Linked DNA regions of Gossypium hirsutum: region 1 is linked to region 2. The links are chromatin contacts, called in public Hi-C maps. All regions are on one chromosome and are shown on one strand. Each heading gives the region's core, a stretch centred on a gene start, on an enhancer-like site or on the middle of the called end of the contact. The rest is flanking DNA. Distances are from core to core; before and after follow the strand shown. Region 1 holds the start of LOC107926888 (E3 ubiquitin-protein ligase RFI2). Region 2 has its middle 32 kb from the start of LOC121205336.

Region 1 (6,101 bases), core at 2,948-5,447, 600 kb before region 2:
GGAGAAAATGAGAGATTGGCATTAATAGAAAACACCTGCAGTAGCTGAATCAAAATGGTAGTCCAAAAGATACATCAAAACTGAAAAGAAAGTTCGAAACCTGCAGAACATTCAGAGCTACTTATTATTCTTCTATTATAATTTTAAAACCTTGTATTTGGCAACCAATGTTTGTTAACCCTACTATTTCTTTAAATGACTTAATCTATCCAAGGAAAATTTATCCAAATAAGATTCTCAAAGTAAGGTAGATGTAAATCCCTTAAATTAAAAATCAAGGATTTTAAAAATGTAACAATTTCCAAAGAATGGGTAGCAATAAAACCAATAATCTATTTTCTTTAACTTAAACCAGCTCAAGGTAAGATGGAATCACTTCAACCTGGTTAGTCTAGTTCCTCAAATTAATTAGAGAGAAATCTTTGACTAGAAACTCTACTCTCAGAGTGAGGAGGCCAATGTTATTTTGGGGGTAAAAAGCTCGAAAGTTAAAGAAATAAATGCCCATACCAACATCAGAAAAAAAATTCCAAATATGCAGCTAAATTGTTGGGGGTAAAAAGCTCGAAAGTTAAAGAAATAAATGCCCATACCAACATCAGAAAAAAAAATTCCAAATATGCAGCTAAATTGTTGTGAGCAATTATGTTAATATATTCGTCCAGCACTGAACAAACAATTTGTTATGCGCCTTGGCGTAGGATCTAGTCACAGGTCTAGACGAGAAAGAATTCTTGCTTCGACTTATGGTTACTCAAAAGGCAGATTCGTCCTTGACTGAACTCCCTCTCAAAATAACGTTTCTTTTGATAGAATAATTGCTTTCCTCTTTATTTCATATTGACAGCCTTTTATAGACTGTTAATGACAAAGGAAAGAGTCCTAATTGACATAAAATAGAATTCCTAACTTAGAGTTTATGAAGGAAATAAAAACCTAATATAATAGATAAGTAAAACTAAAACTCTTAGTAAAACCTGATATATAATAAATGAATAAAACTAAAAACTCCTATTGCAATTAAAGTGTCCATATCATTACTCCCCTTCTCGGAATTGAGCTTGTCCTCAAGCTCAAATTCAAAATAAACTTCAGAACTTATCCAAAATCATCCATCTCATCATCATCTTGCTTGCCTTCAACATCTGGTACTTCTATCCAAAATAACTTTTTACATTTGTGTCCCATGGAATAAGACTCGTCACAATTATAACACAGTCCTTTAGCCCTTCTTTCCGCCATTTCTATCCGTGTCAATCTCTTAATAAATGGTGCAGAAGAACCTATTTTGCCGTTGTTCCCTGTTGGTTCTATTGTTTGTCCTCCTCCCTTGGCAAAGCTCTTAGTTGTTGGAATAATGGAATTGCTGCCAATGTTTTGGGAAGCTGACCAGTTTAGATTGGTTTGAGATAACATCTTGGAAGGGACTTTTTGTTTCCGTTCCAAAGCTCGAGCCATATTCATTGCAACTCCAAGGTTTCCCGGTTGTTGCATCTCGATATCAATTCTAAGTTCCTCTACTAATCCGGCAGTAAAAAGTTTTACTTGTTGTCGAGGTTTAAGATCAGTAGTCCTAGCCAGTAGTGATTGAAATTAACGTTGATATTCTTCTACCGTCCAGTTTGTCTCAAGTTTGCAAATTCCCCCAAGGGGTTATTACTCATAGGTGGCCCAAACCTGACATGACAACACTCTCTAAAGCGCTCCCAATCTAGATTTGCCTCCTCTTCCTCGATTTGATCAAACCACAATTGTACTTCTCCTAAGAGATGGAATGAAGCTAAGCCGACTTTGTCTTCTTCGTTGGTCCGCTGATTACCAAAAAAATTTTCGCATCTTTTTAACCATCCTAAAGGATCACCAACACCATCATAAGTGGGAAATTCCATCTTGGAGTATCTTGGCACCATGCCCCCACCGTGTTGTGAATCTGAATTTCTTTTCTTGCCTCCACTGCTGCCTTGTTCTTCATTATTTTTTTTCTAAATTCTCTTTCGTTGTCTTTTGGACCGAAAGAGATAAAATCGCCATCTGCTCCTCTAATGCTTGTTGCCTTGTAGCCATTTGTTCCATAAATGCCTCCAGCTTGGCTGTCAAAGTTTTTTCGTCACCCATGATAGCTAACTCTGATACCAAGTTGTTATGCGCCGTGGCGTAGGATCTAGTCACAGGTCTAGACGAGAAAGAATTCTTGCTTCGACCTATGGTTACTCAAAAGGCAGATTCGTCATTGACTGAACCCCCTCTCAAAATAATGTTTCTTTTGATAGAATAATTGCTTTCCTCTTTATTTCATATTGACAGCCTTTTATAGACTGTTAATGACAAAGGAAAGAGTCCTAATTGACATAAAATAGAATTCCTAACTTAAGAGTTTATGAAGGAAATAAAAACCTAATATAATAGATAAGTAAAACTAAAACTCTTAGTAAAACCTGATATATAATAAATAAATAAAACTAAAAACTCCTATTGCAATTAAAGTGTCCATATCACAATTCAAGAGAAAATGATTTAAAACGGTCCCGCAATTGTAGTACAAGAAAAAATGGTCAAAATGAAACCAACACCTCAAAAAGAGAGATAACGCTTACTCAGATGATGAACCGATTCTTGTGAATTCGCCATATGGACACCACTGAGCTCTAAATTGCTGCTATAAAAAAAAGGTACTAAGACAGTGTGATCACAAAGCTCAAATGAAGAACACATTGTAAGCAAGAATTAACCAACACTTTCAATAATAGCTAACAAAAAGTGGATTCAAAGAAGAAAAACATATGGCACCTATACAACAAGTTCTGTAACAGAAAACAATAGAAAGAAGATAAATGAATCACGGTTTTTAAACTTTTCTTTCTGTGAACACTGAAGCTTATATTTATGCATGTTAGTGCGTAGACATGAAGGCCCTGATTGGTATGAAAGATGGAAATGAGATAGGATGGAAAATTTGTTAAGCTAATGGTTAAGCTACAAAGTAGGAAACTAATTATGAATTTTAACCTTCAGATAAATAAATTTTCCATCCATACTCCTTTCCGTCCTTTGTACGGAGCCAAGCCAAAGAGTAGCATAAAGATAACACATATCACATGACAAGTCATAATTTATATCGAACTGAGAGACTAGAATTTGAGGCATGCCATTAGATGCATGTCAAGAGTTTGAAAACATAACATCACATCAAGTTAAGAAACAAGCTAATTGCAGAAGCTGATTGATGTATGCTTAATAAACAACAATACCAACAAATAGAAAACATAGGAATTTGCTTTACCATTTCAGAATAAACTGGCTCATAATAATCATCATCAAGATTCCAGTCCTCCATGGTTAGCTCAGGAAGCGATCGGTTGGATCCATTCGCATACAACCACTGACCTTTTTCTACCTTTCGGCAATTCGGGCATTGCATCGCCCCCTTCATATTAAAGGCCGAACCAATGCAATCTGCAAATATGGGTCCAGTAGCAGGAAATAACCCAAACCAACAATGACAAGAACACATAAAATCATGGTTCAAGCAGAAACAGTAAATGCATGAAGTTTGCTTCATCTGTTTAAGGCACTTTCCTTAAAGCTACACATCTTTTTGAATGGCAACCAATTATATCAAACTGACAAAGATTATTCAACTAGACTTCTATCATCATAATTTCATTGATAAAAAGCCAGAAATAATTCGCATAAATGATTTTTTTACCAAAAAAAAAAACGGATGAGATGTTAATAAGCAGCGACAGAACTTACAAAATCATTTTACCCCAATTTTAAAAAAAAACAGCATAATTAAGAAAAAAATTAAAATTACCTAGATGGAATTGATGACCACATAGAAGCTTAGCCCTGGATCTACCTCCAGTATCGGAGACCAAATCAAGGCAAATCGAGCAAGAGACATCAGAAGAAGATGGGGGAACAGCACCAACATCCCCATCAGGACCGTCCATCAATTGATGATGATCATCATGATCAAGATCAAGTAGAGAGGCTTTGGAGCGCACCATACCCTTTCTTTGAACAATCAAAAAAGCATACAAAAAAGAAAGAAAGAAAACCCAAACTTGAATTTGTAGTGAATGGGGAGGTTTGTGAATCTGCTGTGTGTTTTGGTTTGGATGTGAAGAAATCTATCCGATGTTTCGGTGTCCCACCTGTCAGATTACTTGGATGGGACTTTCAACAGTTTTATACGCTCTGTTGTCTTTTACTGGATTTTTTTGTTTTATATAAAGTTTACTCTCTTTTTTCTTTTTTTTTTAAATTACATTAACGTTGGTATTTTTATTAAATAAAAAAATCAGCAATTTTTGCCTTTAATCTCTATTACTATTAAATGCTTCCTTGAGTTGTATAATGAGTTAGCATACAGCAAAAAATAATAATAATAATAACAATTTTATTATTATGTTTATAATAATTTTATTTTTTAATAAAATAAATAATTTAAACTTCAAATTTAAAAGAAATTTCAAAATAGATAAATTATTAAATTGGGAGATTTAATATTCTTTAAATCCTAATTTCAACCTTGATGTTGATTTCATATTTTTTTCTTTCAATTTATAATTTGGATGTCACATGATTTAATATCACTAAAAATGTATTACTACGTAAAAAAAACCATATAGTATTATTTTTCTCATGAAAAGATGAAATATTTTTACATTTATGTTAGATTTTTTTATACCCTATAATAATCAAGTTTTTAGTAAAATCAATTTTTTATATTTTATTTTAATTCACTATAAAAAAAATTCACTTATAAAAAAAATCAATCATTGGTATAAAATACATTATTTACTAAATTATTTATTTATAATAACATATTATCTAAGTAAAATTCTTACTATTTTATATAAGCAAGCCTGTTAATTATAATTTATTACATAAAAATAATCTTAATTAAAATATTTAAATTTTACGTGAAAAAGTTTATTAATCATATTTTATCATATGAAATAATTTTCAATGGTTAAAATTAAAGATATCAATTCAATAAGCTACTAAGTTTGCTAATTTAATATTCTATTATGAATCTAATGGTAAATTAATTATTAATTTAATTTGATAACTCAAATTGATTAATTGAACTTTTTAAATTTATAAACTTTATAATTAATCAATGTAAAATAAAATTTATATAAAAGTAATAATACAGCGGTATGTTAATTTAATTCACACTTTTTATTAAACGTAATTCTCTTTTTCTTTTCCTCTTTTTTTTTTTTATGCAGATTCACATTCACCGTATAAATCCTATGGTTGATTTATAAACCACTTCTTTATAACAGAAGAAGAGGGTTATTGATGATTTGGAGATTGAAAATAGATAGAGATAAATGGATAATGAAAATGTTGATGGGCTGGCTAGAACTTTTAAGGCCCGTAAGTTCTTTAATTAGTCCTTGGACGATCCTTGATGCCGCAAAATCCATCTACCCTTGATGAAGCTTCCAGACTGCCACGCTTCCACTTGCTCTCGGGATCCTATTAAGAATACTCCAATTTGACTTTAATAAAATTTCATGTCGATTTCATAATTATGAAGTTGAGTTAAATTCGAGTTTAATACAACTTGTTAATTTTATTCAACTTTTATTTTTAATATTTTTATATTATTAAATTATATTATTATGATGTGTCCCCTTTAGGCTTGATTATAGGTTGGTCGGGTTGACTTTAGGTCGGGCCAATTTAAAATTTTAAGTTTATTTTTTAGGCTTAAACTCGACCCGACTTGAAAAAGAGAATAAAATTTTATCTAAACCCGACTATGATAAAAAAATGTTAAATTTGAAGTCGGTCCGACTGTATTAAATTTTTTTATATAAAATAAACTAAAATATATATAATACATCAAATTTACTAAAAAATATTTTTTTTTGAACAAATTAAAAATATATTAAGAAAATCTTTATACTTAAATAATACTAAAATAGTTAAAACTTAACAAGCAAATGCCTCTAAAATATTAGCAAAATTAATAATAAAATAAAAATTATACGATATCCAAATAAAAAATAAAGTAGTAATATTGTACAAGCCCGATTCTGCCCGAGCCTCAAAAGCCCTACCAATTAACCCAACAATTAAAT
Region 2 (6,268 bases), core at 2,586-5,085:
TTTTTAACTTTCCTATTTATCCTACTAATTGCAGAAAACAAATTTAAATTTAATACCAAAACCTCCTCGGCATGATTTCACATTTATTTCAAACTATTAGGTTGTTGAGCTATATTAATAACTATTTAATGATTTTTCATTAATGGGTATTTGTTATTTATAGAAGAAATTGAAAGGAAAAAATACTAGCAAGGGAAAATAAAAGCTAGTGATTGAAGGATGAAGCAAGTTTCTATTTTGTTTTAAGACTTTTGCTGGTAAGATTCTATGGAAACTCTTGATTATGCTTACCATATATTTAAAATTCTTTTATATTTACTATAATGAGTATGAGTATGAGTATGCATATTAAATATATACATTGGATAAATTATGATTTTGTACTTTTACGTGGTGATTCGACTATGTTGAATTATGTTAAAATGGTCAACCTCATGAAAATTTTCTTTTAACAATGATTTAGTGGGCAAGGTTATGAGAATATGTTAATTATTTTATTATAGTGGCATAATGCCATGAATGATATTATTGATTCATGTTATAGTGGTATAAGCGAAAAAAATTATTATCCAAATTGAAATTTAGTTGAAATAGAAATGATTTGATGAATTGTAAATAACAAAATAAGGCCCTATTAGCTTGGATAATAGTTAAGATTCGCTCGGCATATCAATAATGAGATGTGCATGCTTGATTTATAAAAGATGTGATTTCAATTGTGATTTAGCTTTCGAGCGTAAATCACATTCAAGTGTAGCACTTTGGTACGTTACAGATATGTTATGTTCTAGTCTTCGAACTTTAGTGATATGACATGTTACTATGGTGTGTTTGGTTAGTTAGTCCCAAGTATCCAAATTTTGTTTTTCTTATCGTATTAAGGGTTGAATTTAAATTAGCCCGATTTCATGAATTGAATTATTTGGTTATGTTAATTTGTTAACTGAATATATATACTTATTATATATATTTGTATGTGTTTTCTTTCAAAAAGGGTTTCTATTTATGAAAATGTGAACTAAATGTCATTTCTATGATTTCTATCTATTTAAATACTCTTTTGTACGGTATCTAAACCACTATTTGTAAGGTAAGTATAAAGAGTATTTTCATATTATCTTACGAAGCTTTATGCTTAAACTGTCGATGTCTTTGTGTGAAGGTAATTGGATTCAAAAGCTTGGCTCACCTTGCATATCACTACCCCACACTATTGCTATCATCCGAGAGTATCATATTCTTTTATTGTAATTTTGGCCTCGAGTGGCATGTACTAAAGGGTCCTTAATTTATGCATATTCATCAGTTTCATATTACTCTTAGTCTTGTAATTGTGATGGATGTGTTCCAACCTTATTTTGTAACATGACTTAAGGGTATGGGTCATTGGCCACCTCCAAACATGCGAACGTTTAGAGTAAAAATCGTGCAAATAAAATATATAAAATAAGTTTAGTATCTGTAAGTGAACAGGTCAAATTGTAATATAGTTTTTTATTACAACAAAACAGTAGGAAGTATTCAAAGAATCATACCCAAGGGAGGTTGAATTAAATCTAAAAATATTATCTACAGTAGCATATCTAAACAATAATTACTAAAAATCATATTACAATAGTTAATATAAAAGATTAAGATAGTAAAATAAAAACTAAACTACTAAAATGAAGTTGAAAAATGAAAAACTCTCAAATACAAGCAAAAGATTAACTCGCTTTAGTAGTTGTAATTAACTTCAGAACTGGAGTTTTATTAGTGAATCAGTTATTAACTAACTAGTATTACCCCTTGACCTTTACCAATTAATTAATCATCCAATACTTACTTATCTTTGGCTCACTTTCCTGATCGGGATAAACTCACGGTTTACTCAACTAACTTATCTCTCGACTTCATTTAACCTAGATTACTTCCTAAGGAAATTAATTTTAGGGTTTAAGATCAAATAAATTTATACCAACTAATTCGTATAGGAAACCCTCATTTTTCCATTAGTCACTCCCACATCCACTTGTTAATCTCCCTAAAGGAGTTAGTCACTCATTGATTCAATAACCATCTTCATCATAATTAAATTAATCATGCAAAACACACAAATTAAATTAAAATGAGAGGCGGATAGAAATTGATCCGTTTAATAAACTGGATGTGCTTGGATCTGCGAAAGCCTTTAACAGTTGTCGAGATATTTTTCTTTGCAAGAGGAATGTAAAAGAAGATTATGAAAATACTAAATAACGAAGACATGGGCTCAAATCGAATCCAAGTCGAAGAATAAGAAAATAAAACTATTTTTAAAAGAAATAAACTAAATTAAAATCTTAAATCTACAAACTAAGCCCTAAAAATGGCTTGACCAAAAGCTCTCAAGCTTAACCTATGTTTAACTATATATAGGCAAGTTAACAATCCAATTTAGGTCAAATACAAACCTTAATAAAATATAATTTCAATATTTTAGGTCTTGTTATCGTTTAACTTAAAATTCTTTTATCAAATTCATTGGTGCGATATTTTGAAATTAAAAAAAAAAACTCACTTTAATTAAAAAAATTTACTAAAAAAGTAAATTATGGCTTCTGCTTTTACAGTTTCATCTGATGACCGGACCTGTATCGAAACATTCACTGATGAAGAATGCAACACCAAAAAGGTCAGATTCAAAGAGGTGGGAAAAGATTCAATAGACAATATGGTGGTTGACATGATTCCAATCAAAGAAGTTTCTTGGAAAAAGAAACCTATGGGAAGGAATGTTTCTGAATCCGGTGATGTTATTTTTAATGGAGGCTTCGTCATTGAAGAAGGTGACATTCTTCGATCCTCCATTAATGGAATCCCTGCCATTGACTTCTCGGAGCTTATAAGGAATTTTTTAGTTAGGGATATGGAGACTATCGTAGTTGTCAAGCTGTTAGGATGGAACATAGGTTACGGGGCGTTACACAATCGTATTTCTAGCCTTTGGAAACCCTCTCAACCTTTTCATCTGATGGATATCAAAAATGGATATTTCCTTGTCCGTTTCCAATGCAGGGTAGACTATGACCTGGCTCTGACTCAAGGTCCATGGATAGTGTTTGGTCACTATCTAACTGTTCAGCCTTGGACAATTGAATTCGATCCACTGAAACCTTTTCCAAATGTGGTTACGGCCTGGATTCGTTTCCCAGGATTGCTGGGCTTCCTGTATAAGAAAAAGATTTTAGAAGAGATAGGGAGCTTAGTTAGACAAGTAATGAAGTTAGATTTCAAGACGGACAGTGGGGCTAGGGGTCAATTTGCAAGAATGGTTGTGTCGATTGATCTGCATAAGCCACTTATTTCTCAAGTATCGATCAATGGCCGGATCCAAAGAGTTGAATTTGAAGCTCTTCCCACGGTATGCTTTCATTATGGAAAATATGGTCATTTAAAAACTTCTTGTTCTTCTTTTTTGGCAGAACAGAGCATACAAGGAGAGAAGGAAGATGTACCTGTGACGGCGGACAAGGACGTAGATCCAGTGATAGTGATTGACGCTTTTGGTCCATGGATGGTAGTTCAGTGCAAATCTAGGCGTACTCCAGTCGGAAAGCCGAATCAACATGCAAGTTTAACGGAAGAAAATCGTGATGGGTCAAGATTCATGGCTTTAATTTCTGATGATAATCAATTGACAGATTTGGGGGTTGAAAAATCAGGGATTAGAAAGTCACGGGCTGAAACTTCGGGGTTGAAGGAGGTTGTTTTTAAAAAAGGTGATTTTATTAGGAATTTAAAAGAGAATAGGCCTGGGGGTTTTTATGGACAGCGGGCTAAAGATAATATGGGAAAGGAAATAATGGGTCATAATAGTCGTATTGGGCTGAAGGATAAGTCTAGTGGGCCAGTTCTTTTGGAAGTTGAACATGGTAACACTAGGAAAGGTCTGGCGATTGGAGGCTTAATTTTAGGAAAAAATATCAGTCTAAATTCTGATGGGTCTCAATCATTTTTAATAGACAAGCAGGATTTAAATGATTCAGGGATTCTAGACCGCGGAGCACAGACGGGTCCGTCACCAATTTTACAAAATAAAAGCTCCTCACTGCATTTTAATCCTACATTTGAAGGTCCTTTTGAATCTGAGGTGGTATTAAATTCTAGCTTGTTAGATCCCAAAAGACTTTCGGCTGTTACTTTTAAAGGAAATTCGGATCATCATGTCATAACAAAAGGGTCAAATAATGGACCAAGTGATGCGAATATCTTATCCGTTCCTTCAAAAGGCCATGGTCTTGATAATAAAAAATGAAGTGGGCGAAGTGGTCGAGCTCTAAATAAGACAATTCGTGGACGTAGGGGACTTTTTAAAATTGCTGGAAATTCCCGTGTCTCTCTCCCTAATGCTATGAATTCCATGGCAAAGCTTATTGGTGAGTAAGTGGAGGCTCTTTCTGATACGGTCATTACCAACAATGAGGGAGATCAAGCTTCCATTTGGCCTTTGAATGGGTAGTACTCATTTTTTAATATTTTAGTTATGAATTTAACTATTTTTTCTTGGAATTGTCAGGGTAGTGCTAGTTCGAAGCTTATTCGGGTTTTTCATGAGTATAATCGTGAACATAAACCCGATTTGATCAGCCTTATGGAAACGAGGGTCAGTGGGATAAAAGCTGATTCGATTATTGCGAAACTTGGTTTTCAATACTCACATCGAGTAGAGGCAGTGGGTTTTTCAGGTGGTATTTGTATTGGTTGGAAAGAATCTATTTGTATGGAGATTCTAAAAAATCATTCGCAATTTGTGTTAGTCAGAAATTCTGGTACCTCTTTTAGTAAACCTCTTCTGGTTACTTTTGTGTACGCCAGTACGAATCAGAGAAATGAAGAATTTTATGGGAGGTTTTGTGGAGAACTATTCCAGCGGACGGGGCTCTATAGATGGCGATTAGTGACTTTAATGTTATTCTTTCTCCTACCGAGAAGAGAGGGGGTCGGTCACTAGGAAAAAAATGCCCATTTTTTGATAAACTTATGGATTCCGCTTTGTTGCAAGATTTAGGCTTTAGAGGTCTGCAATTCACTTGGCAGAGAGGGGGGTTATGGAGCGGCTGGATAGGGCTATTTGTAATAACGCTTGGTGTACTCTTTTTCCTAGTTCTCTTGTGACTTACTTGCCACGACTTAAATCGGATCATAGACCCCTTAAACTATCTTTGATGCCTAACTTTCTTTCCTCGCAAAGGCGTTCATTTAGGTTTTTAGCAGGTTGGGTTCTCCAATTTTGTTAAAGAAAATTGGAGGCTTTCTACTGATATGCCGAAGATACACTCCGAGTTTACTGATCTAGTCAAAAGATGGAATAAAAATGTGTATGGCCATATTCCTACCCGAAAGAAGTTTTTAACTAAGAAACTACAAAACATTGAGATCGAACGTAACAGAAATAACTCGGCTTTTCTCAGACAAGTTGAAATAGAAGTTAGAGAAGATTTGGATAATGTTTTGTATCATGAGGAAATTCTCTGGCCTCAGAAAGCTCGTTGTGATTGGTTAGTCTTAGGAGATCGCAACACCAAATTTTTTCATACCCGTACTTTGAGAAGAAGAAAGCAGAATCTAATCACTACTTTAAAAAACGAGCTGGGGGAATGGATCATGGATGAAGAACAACTTAAGACTGAAGCTGTCAATTTCTTTAAAGATTTGTATGGTGATCATCCTGGACCAATGACTGGTTTACCGACTAGCGCCTTCCCGCCCCTCACTGATGAGGATTTGAGGTTTCTTAATAATCTAGTTTTTGATGAAGAAATTAGAGTTGCTTTGTTTGACATGGCTCCTCTGAAGGCTTCAGGAAGTGATGGTTTTCACGCACTTTTCTACCAAAGTCAGTGGGACCATGTTGGCATTTCCATTTGCAGTTGCGTTAAGAGTATTTTTGCTGGTAAAAGTATTGATGCGAAGTTAAATAATTCGCTTATTGTTCTTTTACCTAAAATCCAAAATCTGGAATGCTTTGCTCAGTTTTGTCCAATTAGTTTGTGATCTGTTCTTTATAAACTGGTTATGAAGATTATTGCTAATCATTTTAAAGTGGTTTTCCTAAAACTTATAGCTCCTGAGCAGATTGGCTTCATAGCAGGACAGAATATCACAGATAATATTGTCATTGCTCAAGAGGTTGTACACTCTATGAAGAGCATGCAAAAAAATAGAAAGTGGATAGCCATCAAAATTGATTTAGAAAAAGCTTACGATTGAGTACGATGGGATTTCATAGACTCGTCACTTCAAGCTG

The links. Hi-C and Micro-C count contacts between places; a contact is called where the count stands out from the background.
Region 1: a contact with region 2 is called in a Hi-C map of leaf, with 3 times the contacts expected there. The contact joins the promoter of LOC107926888 here to the enhancer-like site in region 2. A contact is called at or near these places in 2 of 34 Hi-C or Micro-C datasets (both in leaf).

Annotation. Positions count from the first base shown.
Region 1 is chrA08:94,347,407-94,353,507 of Gossypium_hirsutum_v2.1, reverse strand. LOC107926888 (E3 ubiquitin-protein ligase RFI2) reads right to left here and starts at 4,197. Exons shown (of 6, transcript XM_016857828.2): 1 at 3,815-4,197; 2 at 3,281-3,453; 3 at 2,595-2,653. The coding sequence starts at 4,010. LOC121204554 (a long non-coding RNA gene) reads right to left here. Exons shown (of 2, transcript XR_005899601.1): 2 at 5,965-6,101.
Region 2 is chrA08:93,746,193-93,752,460 of Gossypium_hirsutum_v2.1, reverse strand. No RefSeq gene overlaps it. Among protein-coding and RNA genes, the nearest start is that of LOC121205336, 32 kb to the left of the region's middle. Within about 2 kb of position 3,835, at least 9 of the 9 cell types and tissues checked have an H3K27ac peak or open chromatin away from gene starts, as enhancers often do. A contact at or near this core is called in leaf, where this site is marked.